2 separate regions of the Gossypium hirsutum genome follow, and region 1 is linked to region 2. The links are chromatin contacts, called in public Hi-C maps. All regions are on one chromosome and are shown on one strand. Each heading gives the region's core, a stretch centred on a gene start, on an enhancer-like site or on the middle of the called end of the contact. The rest is flanking DNA. Distances are from core to core; before and after follow the strand shown.

Region 1 (6,658 bases), core at 3,431-5,930, 320 kb before region 2:
ACCATTGACAAGCAAATATATTCATGCTGATAAAGACATCTATTGTCCTCATCTTTATGTTCTCATCCGCATACTTCAATGGTTTCTCCAAAAACTATTTTATGAATCATAAGAACGCTAGAGCAAACAAGTAAAAATCAACAACAGTTTTTAACAACTAATTTATTCAGCACCTCAAGCAGTTTAGTCATGGAATTACACTCACATTAGCTTCTAAAAAAAGGTTGGGATCAATCATTTTGGATAACATTTAGCTAAAACTGCTCAAGCACCTAAAGCAATTAAGTAGAGCCCCCCGCAAGTTAAAAATTGCTCAAGTTGATCCTATAACAGCAGAACCTACAAATTTATGTATATGGATAACATTAGCTATAAATTATCCAAGGCAAATCATTAGAAAATCAAAATTGGATTAGCCTCCACCAATCTAATTTATCCATAGCTATAGTTATCAGATAATGTTGTTAGTTAAAATATTTAAGTTTCATAATAATTTCTCCAAAATATATTAATATTTCGCTTTCTTCCATACCTAGAAAAGAGCATTCACTCATTTACTTCACATTGTTGAATTATACACAATAACTGTGATTGAAGACTTTTTCATCTCAATTATGAACAACTAATACATGTATTTATAGCAGAGTGAGAGTGCTGTAACTTCTTTAATAGAATAACTGCTAGCTTAACAAATGCCTAACAGCTAACTATCTTTAATTGTAACTCTAACATTCTCCAAGTTCTTTCATCTTTTGAGAACCAGGAGGTGTATCTCTTGTTGTGACTTGAAGCGCATTGCAAAGGACTGTAAACTGCTTGGGAGTGATGGGTTTTGTGAGCACATTAGCAATTTGGTTAGCTGATGGTACAAAATTAACCTGCAGGGTGCCATCCAGGACTTTTTCGCGAACAAAGTGATGGTCAATCTCAACATGCTTAACTCTTCCATGATGTGTTAGATTGGCTGACATAAAGACTGTGGAGGTGTTATCACACCAGATCACTGGCGTCTGTTCCATGGATATGCCAACTTCTTCTAGTAGTTGATTGATCCACAGTAGTTCGGACACAAAATTAGCCAAGATGCGGTATTCAGCTTCTGAGGATGACCTGGAAACTACTGCTTGCTTCTTGGAGGACCAAGCTATTGGATTCAATCCTAAGTAGACAATATAACTTGTAGTGGACCGTCTGTCTTCGACTGAAGAAACCCAACCTGCATCAGAGTAACAGACCACCAGCTTGAACTGTCCCTGTGAGAACCACACACCATGCTCCACAGTTCCAACTAAGTAATTTAGAACGCATTTAACTGCTCGTCAATGAGTTTCATTCGATGCATTCATATACTGACTAAGTTTATTAACACAGTATGATAAGTCAAGCCTCGTAATACACACATACTGAAGCAAGCCAATAGTACTTCGATAGAGATGACTATCTGCAAGGGCCGAACTATCGTCAGAGGCCATCAGCTTAGGCGTGCCGACCATAAGAGTAGGAGTAGCAGCTGCACCTTCCATTTCTGTCTTTCGCAGTATCTCCTGAGTGTATTTCTTCTGATTGAGAAACAGCCTTTTTGGTGTAGACTGAACTTCAATACCAAGGAAGTAGTTTAGTTGGCCCATGTCTTTGAGGGCAAATTTGTTATGAAGCTGAAGCACCACACTATCGATGTCCTGACTTAAGCTGCCAGTAATTACTATATCGTCTACATAGGCCATAAATAGTAAGTGGCAACCTGAGGACGTGCAAATAAACAACGATGGATCGGCCTTCGAGGCATGGAACCCGAGCTTGTCGATCAGAAAATGTTTGAGCGTGTGAAACCACGCACGAGGGGCTTGACTCAATCCATACAGTACTTTGTTCAACTTACACACCAGCTTTTGACCATTGGAGCTGGGTACCCCAAACCCAGGTGGCTGGTCTATAAATATCTCTTCAGTCAGCTTCCCGTTTAAGAACATGTTATTCACATTAACTTGGTGCAAGGACCATCCCTTCATTACAGCAACCGCCAGAATGGTCTTAATAGTGACTGCTTGAACCACTGGACTGAATGTATCTCTGAAATTAGTCCCTGCATGTTGTGAGAAACCCTGTGCCACGAGCCGAGCTTTGTAACGTTCCATAGTGCCATCAGCTTTCTGTTTGACTTTGAATAACTATTTACATCCAATAGTTCGACGATGTGAGGGCAAGGGGCAAAGAGTCTAGGCATTGTTGCGCACGAGCGCATGCAGCTCATCATGTACCGCAGGGGGTGGTTGATGCATGAGGTTATTTTCATTTAAATCCCTAAATTTCAAAATTTTCACAATTTAGTCTCTAATACTCAAAATTTACAATTTATCCTACAATTCAATCCTTTTTCATTTCTAGCTTAAAAATCTATCAATTTAGTCCTTAATACTCTAATTATTCAACGGAGACAACATTTAAAAACTCAATAATTTCTAAAATTTTGACATGGGTCGGGTAGTATTTAGTTCTAGGATTCTAAAAACATAAAAATTATAAGAAAAGAAACTAAATTGACTCACCAATTAAGCTTGGAACCTTGAAACCCTAATTTCTCCTTCTTACTCATTTTCTTTCTTTCATTCTCTATTGATTAAGGCTTAATTGCTTTTTTAGTCCCTTTACTTTTCTTTAATTTATAATTCAACTTTCACTCTATATGCAATTTAGTCCTTTTACCTAATTACTCTTAATTCAAGCTAATTCACCTAACCAGAATCTAATTAACTACACAACTTACGAGTCTATTTTACGAAAATGGAGACCCGAAAATACACTTTTTGAATACCTGTGACTATCGGGTCATTACACGTAATCCACTATGAGAGGATACAATTCACCCTTTATTGGACTATGAATTTCAATATTATCAATGAAGTCATTCCATGCAAAATTCGTATACCTAACGTACCAGCGTTTGGATCAAAGTATATCAGTCATGCACACATAGTCAAGTACTTACTTAGAATTAAAGTAAGACACACTATGAACATCACAAGAGAATAAATCTATAAATGGACCTAGGATTAATTTAACTTGGGTAATATCTAATGTATTGCCAATCCAAATAATCACACCTATGTTTCTATCTTATGTGAGTCATCTACTCTGTTACCCAAAACAAGATATCTCTCTAATTGGACTTGATAGACGTCATAATGGTTTTTGAATCAATTTGCTTAGTTTCAATTCATTTGACTATGAACCATTTAATTTAGCTACTAATATAAATTGTTTTCTCACATTATGATCTAACCACATAATACAACTTAATGTTAGTTAAACGTTAAGCAATTAGTGAGCCAATATTTGTTTATTCATTTTTATTTGCGTACAAAAACAATTGAGGACAAATATAAAAAATATTAATGTGAATATAGATTTTTTATTAAACCAATCTGATAAAAAAAATTACATATATATATTTGACAAAAAATTACATTAAGGGCACTAGATTCCAACAACCACAGATTCTTGATTCAATATATTCAATTGATTTGACTACTAGACCAATAATAATTAAATAATTAATTAAAAATTCATAAAAATTTAAAATAAATAAAAAATAAAAAAATTACTAGTCCTATTCAACCTGTTCAACTGTCAATTTTTGTCCTAAATTTTTATGTTTACCAATTTCAAGCTGTTTTCAATTTAACTAGTCCAATTACTTTGTTTTGACCATTGTACCAATCAATTCTCGGTCTAATTGGTCCAAGCTACTGATTCGATCTTGTTCCAGTAACACTAATCACATCATCAAATCTTGATTGAATCCAAGTTCATGGGTAAAAAATGGATCTAATTATCAAATTCAGGCACTAAAGTAGACAAAAAAGCATAGATATGCATAGATATCAAAGTGAACCTAACTACCAATTTCAGGGGGTAAAAATTTATATTTTCCTTTTAATTTTTTTTCTAATACCAACTATTTTCCTTTCTTTGTTCTCTTCCCAACATTTATGAAGGAGATCTTCTTGAACTTAGATAAAAACTTAGAAGATAATTGTGAAAAAATTGAGTACTATGCTAATAATGTATTATGGTATAAATAACTATACTTTGTATTTTTATTCATCAATAAGTTATTTATCATGTTAAGACTAACGTCGAAAATGATAATAGAAACGATCACGAAACAATAAGAAAAGAAAAAAAAATATAGATTTTATATGGAAAACTCTTTCGGGAAAAATCACGAGCAGAGCAAAAGAAAATCGAATGATAAAAGAGGGGTTTCGGTTACATCTATTTAAAGGTTGAAAAACCTTATTCTAATCAATGTTAAATAAAAGAAGTGTAATTCTATACGAATTTTTTTTATTTTACAAAGATTCGAGTCACACAACTTTAACATATCATATTTCTTAAAAGTCTATATTTATAAAATTCTACTTTCATAAATATTAAAATCTTAACCTGAATTAAAAATCTTATTTTAATGCACAACCCATTGATAATAAAAAAAAACATTTAAAATAACTTACTTGTCCATTTTCACTTGATTTAAAAAGGTAAGATCTCAATTGTCGAAGCAAATCCTGTTTGAGTGCGACTGCTATTAGAGTTGGACATGTTTTATTTAAAGAAAAATATTTTAAAAGTGAAGTTGAGGAGGCTTCACGTATAACATATTAACAACTCACAGAAAATAAATTTAGTATCTTCTTTTATTGTACAGTCATACCAGACATCACATGATTAACGTGTAACATATTAACAATTCACATTATATTATCACATAACTCACAGGAACTCAACTTTAAATACCTTTGAGAATTAGTAAATATTCCCCAATTCGCAGCAGTAAAACTCTCCTCTAATCAATGGAGTCTCCGTCTTGGCTTGTTCTGTCCATAGCATGGCTAGCTTCTCTAGCCTTTCTCTCCAAAATTTTCAATGACTGGCGATGCAAACAACTGAGGTTTCCACCAGGTCCCAAACCCTGGCCTATCATTGGCAACCTTAATCTCATCGGGTCCCTCCCGCATCAATCTCTTCACAAACTATCCCAACGTTACGGGCCATTGATGCAGCTCAAATTTGGTTCCTATCCTGTAGTGGTTGCCTCATCTGCAGTGATGGCTAAGGAGTTTCTGAAGAAACATGACCATATCTTTGCTTCTAGACCCCAAACTGCGGCCGGCAAGTACACTACTTATAACTACTGCAATATCACATGGGCACCGTATGGACCATACTGGCGCCAAGGCCGCAAAATTTACCTGAATGAGCTATTCAGCTCGAAAAGACTCGAGTCCTTCGAGTACATCCGAGTCGAGGAAATTCAAGCTTTTGTCTCCCGCCTGTATAGATTATCAGGGAAGCCGATTGGGGTTAAAGAGCAGCTCTCACGTGTTACTCTCAGTATTATAAGCAGAATCGTATTGGGAAAGAAGTACTTCAGTGAGAAGAGCGATGATCGGCTTGGATCGAATTCGATAGTGAGTCTGCAAGAGTTTCAAGAGATTCTAGACGAGTTGTTCTTGTTGAATGGAGTGTTGAATATTGGGGATTGGATACCTTGGCTAGACTTTTTGGATTTGCAGGGCTACGTGAAACGAATGAAGGCTTTGAAGAAAAAACTTGACCCATTTCACGACCATGTGTTTGATGAACATAAGCAGAAAAATAAAGAATTATCCAAGGATTTTGTGACACAAGACATGGTGGATTTATTGTTACAGCTAGCTGATGACCCTGATAGTGAAGTTAAGCTCACTTATGATGGTGTAAGGGGGTTTACACAGGTATCTATATTCTGCTCATTCATTCTATGTTTCCCATTTCTTTTTCCATTGCCAACGATAAAAAATAACACAGTAAAAAAACTATAATCAAGTAAAATGATGCAAATGACTGAAAGACGACAAAAAACTAGTACAAAAAGTCGATCGATTTTGTTCTAAACAAATCTTTCAGCTACTAGCAACTAATTATTTTGCTTATCTCACCTCAGGTTTATGTTGTAGATAGGAGAACTTAGGTTTGATAGAAACAACTCTAATTTTCTTCTCCAAATATATATAAAAACAAAATAAATAATTTGTTACAAAAACATGATGTCATGCGTCGTTTAATAATTAAACTAAAAACCAAACAGAAGTGTACAATAAATGATTCAAACATCATGTTATTTTTAAATGATATGTTCCCCTAATCATAATGTCCACTTGAAGAAAAATATTCTGATAGGCGAACCTTTATGCCCATTCCAAAAGAAAAACAATGACTAAAGGTTGTCTAATTGAACTGTTCACAGTGTAGTGCATCCGAAATTGATCGATTAAGTGAATGGAGGAGTTCTAGATTACTAAAAACTCGAAATAACTCGCAAAACTCTTCCGCATAATTGCAAGCTAAAGAGATGCCTATAAATTTGCTAATCGATGATTAAAATTTTTTATTTGATGGTAGGATCTGATAGCTGGAGGCACAGATACGTCAGCAACAACAGTGGAATGGGCAATCTCTGAATTGATCAGGCAACCACAACTCATCAGACAAGCAACCGAAGAACTCGACAGAGTGATTGGGAGGGAGAGATGGGTAGAAGAGAGAGACATCCAACAACTTCCTTACATAGATGCAATCATGAAAGAGACAATGAGGAAACACCCTGTTGCTGTAT
Region 2 (6,574 bases), core at 3,538-6,037:
ATCTAATTTCAACAACATAACATTTTTGGATAAAGACACAAGACTATTCAAAAACTAAACTCAAAACTGATGTCGAGTGAAGAACTAAACACAAATGTAAAAAAGGTATAATCAGAGTCACAATTCAACAAAAGTGGTTTGCCAAAAGTTGTTTGCCATTAGTATTGAATCAAACAATAGGGTTCTTTTGGATATTCTTCATAAATTATTAGTGTTCGTGTATAAAAGGTAAGGGAATTTGAAGGCTGATATATTTAAATAGGTAAAGGAGTTAACAGGTTAATAATTGCTATAAATTGAAAAACAACGAAACCTCCCAAAAATATGGTTTTGATGGTTTCTTCTGTTGTTGGCGGGTATTCCAAAGCGTGTTGGAATTTCAGTCAAATTTAATATGATGGAAATTCGGCATTAACATAGATTGCTACATTATGTCAAATTTCAGTCTATAAAACAACCATTGCTCCATATCCATAATCTGACGACAAGGTTTAGCATTCAACGGAGTTACCCACGATACAGCTGATATATCGGAATTAACATCTCCCTCCAGAAAGCGGAAAAGGTTGTACCGAATATCTATCAAGATGTTAGGAACATTGAAAGACCGACTCCCAGAATGTTCACTGAAGAACAAAAGGAATTAGTTTAGGAAGGAGAAAGAAGGATGAAGGATACAGCAAATTCATTCTCGTTGGTAGCGGCACTTATAGCCACGGTCGTGTTTGCTGCAGCCATCACAGTACCAGGTGGCACCAATGCTGACATTAAAAGTGAAAAGTGAAAAGTCATTCTCATGTTCTTGTCCATCCTCACTGCTCATTATGCACAAGACGACTTTCTCCAAGCCCTCCCCAAGAGGCTGATTATGGGGCTCCTCGCCCTTCTCATTTCCATAACTACCATGATGATTGCCTTTAGCTCCACGCTCTATCTGTGGCTGCATCAACCTGTCTATTGGTAACCTTGTTTGTTTATTTGCACTTTCCACAACTTGTCGATATGTTCTATTCATTCTACTTGTGGCCATGGAATTTCGGCAAGCACAGTAAAAGTTTAATTAAAAAGCAAAAGTGTTTTGAGCGAAATTAATATGATGGAATTTCAGTCAAATTTCGCTCAAATTTCAGAATTCAAAAGCAAAAGTGTTTTGAGCGAAATTAAAAACTTCATGATAAACCGTAAAAGTTTAATTTTGTGGAGTACAAGAATTGGCTTTGTTATTTCTCAAAACATGAATTTCATTCATGAAAAAGCCATTAATGATGCGACTCATTAGACAGGTATTCAACAAAAGAGAGCATCACAGAACGACAAAAAAATGTCCTTGTTTCTTTAGACATCAAACTGTTAGCACTTCACTAGAAAATTTAGTTGCCACCTACACGTTTCCGGTATACATCACATGGCTATGACTGGTCACTGACACCCAACTGATACTGAAGAGTACTGCAATGGACCCTGAGCTGGTGTTTTGATATGTTCCAGTAATGGAGACAACTTCAAACCAATGATTTCTACCTTGGCATTAGAATGGCCATACAAAAAGACGTCTGTAATCTGCAAACATAGCACCAAGACAACATAAAACAACTGATGTCAAGCAAATAGTTAAGTCTGCAGGTTACTCAAGCTGCATGATATTGCATTTCATACAAAAGGGGACAATTATATGGTATTGAGAAAAGGTTTCGTTGCTAAAAGGCGAATCTGATCAGGCAAAAGTACCTGAGAGCATCCAAAAAGTTTAAGCACCCTCAGCGATAAACAGCTATCTACAATCAAGCCCATAGCTTCATCAGTCAGATTTCGGCACCAAGATAGATCCAGACTAACCAGATTTCTTGAACGCCTCGCAAGTGATAAGGCTGTATTAAGACCAACCTAAAAAGGCTCATCCATTTATAAGAAATTAGAATAATACCATACAAAAACAAGCAAGAAGCCTTAAGAAATGGTTTTCTTTCTTTACTTTTTTTTCCCTGTGTGTAGGCGGGGAGTTATTGTATGTGCATGTCTACGCATATGTGTGAGAGAAAAGAGGAGAAGCATTAATCAAGTACCTTCCCAACATTGTTCAGTGCTAGCTCTTTCAAAACCTCCCCAGACATTTCAAGAAATGCAGCTATAGCATCATCACTATTGCAAGCAAGGGGAAAAAAAAGAAAGAGTGAATTCTACAGCTAATATAACAGAAATCATATTCGAAATATAAGAATGAAACAAACTCCAACGTACTTTCAAAATATTGGGTAGACTTGAGAAAGACAACTGCTCCAAACCAACCATATGGCTACCTCATTGATTAGACACACATAAAGGCACTCCACTCTTACATTATTACTCAATAAGACATGGGGGGAATACTTATTTATACAACGAATGCCTTGTGCCCCGTTGGAATAAATAGTAAAAAACGCCCATGTGCCAAACTCAACTATCACACAATGTCAACTACAAGGAATCAACTAGCAAAACACAATAGACGAGACCACAGCATAAGATTATATGACATAGTAAGTAAAAATAACCCCTCCCAGAAGACACGGTAAATACCTGAATGCATTGCGGCAGAGTTTCAATGACTGCAATGACCGACAACCACTGGCCAGGTAGCCGAAAGAAGTGTCTGTCAGTTTGGATATGTTACCAATGTCAAGTGCTCGTAAATTTGAACAGGTTTCCGCAATGATTTTCAAGGAAGAATCAGTTAATTTCCTGCAGGAAATTACAGTATCAAACATATTTAGGGATCAAAAGAAACTCAAAACCAGGGAACTACAAAAGATTTTAGATAAAACAAGTGATAAGTAAGCGTACCAACAATCCATCAAAATCAGTTCCTTGATACCATCGCCTCTTGCAATAAGAAATTCCTTGATAAAACTATCAGTTACAGACTCCAACCCTGCTACTGACAACACTTCCAAATGCTCCAGCTTCTTCAATGATGGCAGAACCAGCATTGCATCAATACTTTGGCAATCATCGATAAATAGTTCCAGTAGAACTGATGCCAAGGAGGTAGCTAAAATGTCAATAGCGCTGTGGGTAAGAAATGAACACTGGCTGAGATTTACAGATCGTAATGCAGGGGCAGAAGAAACAAGAGCACTAAGCCCAGCATCCGAAAGACGATATGCACCAGTCAATGACAAAGTGGTTAGTGCAGGCAAGCTGTTCGGCGACCGAGCTAAGGTAGAAGGTAAATTATAATCCGCTAAGCAGTGGCCACAGTAATCAAGTTGGAGAATCTGAATTCCAAAAACAATAAACTTTAGACTAGTCGCAAAAAGAATATCATGAAATGGACAAATAGCAATAACTCAATACGACGTGTAGATGAATATACAGCGTACCGTCAAGTTGATAGTGTCACACTTTTCAAAACATTGATTGAACTGTTCCTCAGTTAGCCATGAACAATCTTTGAGGCGAATTTCGATAGGGGATCCGTTAAGAAGGAGATCAAAAAAGTTACTATTCATTCGCCTCGAGTCACAGAGCATATGACAGAGCTTGTGTCTCAGAGCATCAGGCACATGAGCAAGCGAAGCAATCGCATCTGCATTATCGACAAGAACCCTCAAGCTCAAATCAAGCAATGATGGAGGCAGCCGCTTTGACCAGTCTTTTCTTTTACCCTTTTGAGGAACCCACTTAATTTGTAAGTACTGTACCTTGTCCGAGGAAGAACTCCCCTGTCTTACGTTAAAATTCGCTGCTCTATCCCTTATAATCTTCATAGCAGTAGAGAAAGGACCCGGCCAATCTTCAACACCCTTTTCTTCAGGTTCTTCGGACGGAATTTCGCTTTCAGCCTCCGTTGATAAAATGTTATCATCTTCTTCCTGGGTGCTGAAATGGGCAAATCGAGAAGCATTTTCCCTAGCCGTATCTCGAAACCGCTCCATTCTCCCCTGACTTGTTCTCCTATTATTCTTCTTACTTGGCTTTTCATTGGACAAATTCACTTCCTGTGCTAGAAGTTCAACGTCGGAAACTGAACCGTCAACTAAACTCTCATCTTTAGATTCCAAAGCACTTTCTACAAGCAATTTCCCCTTCCCTTTCTCTTCTCTACTATATCTCCTTTTTCCCTTCACATTCACTCTCTCCTTGCTTCTTTCCGGTTTCTCAGTATCTTCACTCTCTTCCACTAACATGCTTTTACCTTTCCTGTCAATTTCAACCTCTACATCGCCTTCGCTGCCGTTGCCGTCGCCAAATGGACCCTTCTTAGTAACCCTCTTCCCCGACCGCAAACTCAATACCCCTTCATCCTCGCCGCTCTCCAAACCGACATCGTTATCGGCACTCAACTTCCTCTTTCTCGAAACGTCACCGTTTCGTCGTTCGATAGGTTCCTCCGCCTCCAAAACACCATCCTGGCCGGCATTGGACGAAGCTCTCGTAGAAAGACGAAGGCTCCGCCGAAGTATGGGTGCGGAACCGGAAACTGAACCAAGAGTTTTAGGGGAGGGAATGAGTGAAGGCGGCGATGAACGAGTGGCGGGTTGTTCGCGGCCTTGCGTGGGAGTGGCGGGCGGGTCGATATTGGCCCGAGCTTTTAGGGGCTTGGGTTGGACCGGAAGGATTTCGCGGGATCTTAGGACCGGCATCGCTGCTGAAAGAAAATGGCGGGAAGTGAAAACGAACCAGTATGAACACTCAACAAAAGAATAATAGGGAGGAATCGTATTAAGAAAAAAGGGCGGCCTTTTGGTTTTTTAACAAATTTAGGGTTTTTCTGAAAGAGAAGCTTCTCGCGTACGCTTTTCTATATTAATTTTCCCGCCACATAAATGTCCTCAATATTACGGGCCTGAATCTGAATGGTCAGCCAGCTGGCTTTTTTATGTATTTGTTTTTGGCCCAAAGAGATGTGAAGAAGAAATAAAATAGTGAGAGGAAAAAAGAATGTATTTTTATTGATTAATCGGAATTTTTATAATATTTATTTATTAATTTATGTTTGTTTAATAATAAAATATTGATAACGTTCAACATGATTTAAATTTTAAATTTATATAGGATTTTAAAATATTTTAATTAAGTTTTTAGAGTATTAATATTAAATTAAATTAATTGTAAGTTTAAATTTATCATGAACATTTAAAATATGTTAATCTAATCAAATAAATGAATAATCTCTTTCCTTAAAAAAACTATATAATTTGCTGAATTTTAACTTTATTAATTTGTTTCTTTTAAGCATGCACTAACAACCTATTATTTTAGACCTTAAACATAACTATCTAATTAAATACTATACACTTCAACTCAACTTACCATATATAAGGTTTAGCATTATATATTAAGCTTAATTCAAATCAACATTAAAGAAATACTATCTTAATTCTAGTATATATTAGAAGCCAATCATGACATATCTAATCTAATCACATATATCATATATTGTTGTGATTATAGGGCTAAATAACGTCAATAGTCCCTTTTTTTAATAATTAGATTTAATTAAGGAAATAAATTGATTTAAATAAAAAAGCGAGTTCAACTGGACGAGCTTTCTGCATACGTATCAAGAAAACACGTCTAGCTGGACACGTTTTCTGGAAAACTCATCTAATCAGGCATGTTTTCCCTCAATGTTCAAAAAGGTCAAAAAGCAATGGCTTTTTTATCAGTGCCACGCCAACTGTAAAAAATAAAAATAAAAATCCAACAATAAGTTTTTTTACCCTATAAATACCCTCCAAATTTCAGTTTTTTCATTCACATTCTTCTCTCAACTCTCTCAAACCCTCTCAAGTCTCTCGTTTTGATCGTGTACGATATTTTCATTTAAAAATAATATTTTTATTAATTATCTCATATTGTATTTGTTCAAAATCTATTTTTCACGAATGACCGCCTCTCTAATCCACTTCAACAACAAGAATATTTCCACCACCCAAGTAGTAATGGTAAGACGAAAATTTAAATTTCATTAATTTCAATAAGGTTAATTTTATTTTTTTTAATTTGAAATTATTTTTATTGTGTAAATAGGCAGAGAATCGTGTTTTGAAGGGCTTCATTCATAACATCGGAAAGCTTGCGATCCCTGAAATTCTTGGCCACTTGCAAGCAGTTGGATTCTTACATGTGTCTTGCATGTTCGGGGGCTACAAACTTGATTTGGCACTTATCAACTCATTGGTGGAAAGATGGAGGCCCGAAACACACACTTTCCACTTTCCATTTTCCACTTTCCATACGGTGAGTGAACAATCACACTCAAAGACGTTGGAACTACAACTCTGTCTGCCAATGGATGCGCCAGTCATCACGGAATTAGCGATCGTTCCGGGTAAAGTGGACTTCTGCACATCACTGTTGGGGAAGGTTCAAGACAAGTTCGAAAGTGGTCCGATATCGATGAACTAGTTGAATGATAATTTCGACGAGCTCCTTGAATACTGAATAAAGGAGGTCATAGAACAGTACACTCAAGCATACGTCATGAGTTAATCTGGGGCATTTTAATGCTTGACAAATCTCAAAATTTGGTTCATGTAAGGTGGCTACCACATCGTGGACTTCAATAAGTACGGAAAACTAAGTTGGGGAT

Evidence for each region. A called contact is a pair of places that touch in the nucleus more often than the background predicts.
Region 1: a contact with region 2 is called in a Hi-C map of leaf, with 2.6 times the contacts expected there. The contact joins the promoter of LOC107951075 here to the promoter of LOC107951068 in region 2. A contact is called at or near these places in 2 of 34 Hi-C or Micro-C datasets (both in leaf).

The regions. Positions count from the first base shown.
Region 1 is chrA06:20,567,877-20,574,534 of Gossypium_hirsutum_v2.1, reverse strand. LOC107951075 (trimethyltridecatetraene synthase) reads left to right here and starts at 4,680. Exons shown (of 2, transcript XM_016885980.2): 1 at 4,680-5,777; 2 at 6,445-6,658. The coding sequence starts at 4,854.
Region 2 is chrA06:20,247,614-20,254,187 of Gossypium_hirsutum_v2.1, reverse strand. LOC107951068 reads right to left here and starts at 4,787. Exons shown (of 6, transcript XM_016885966.2): 1 at 3,360-4,787; 2 at 2,821-3,254; 3 at 2,557-2,718; 4 at 2,064-2,139; 5 at 1,729-1,884; 6 at 1,149-1,560. The coding sequence starts at 4,622. The coding sequence ends at 1,420.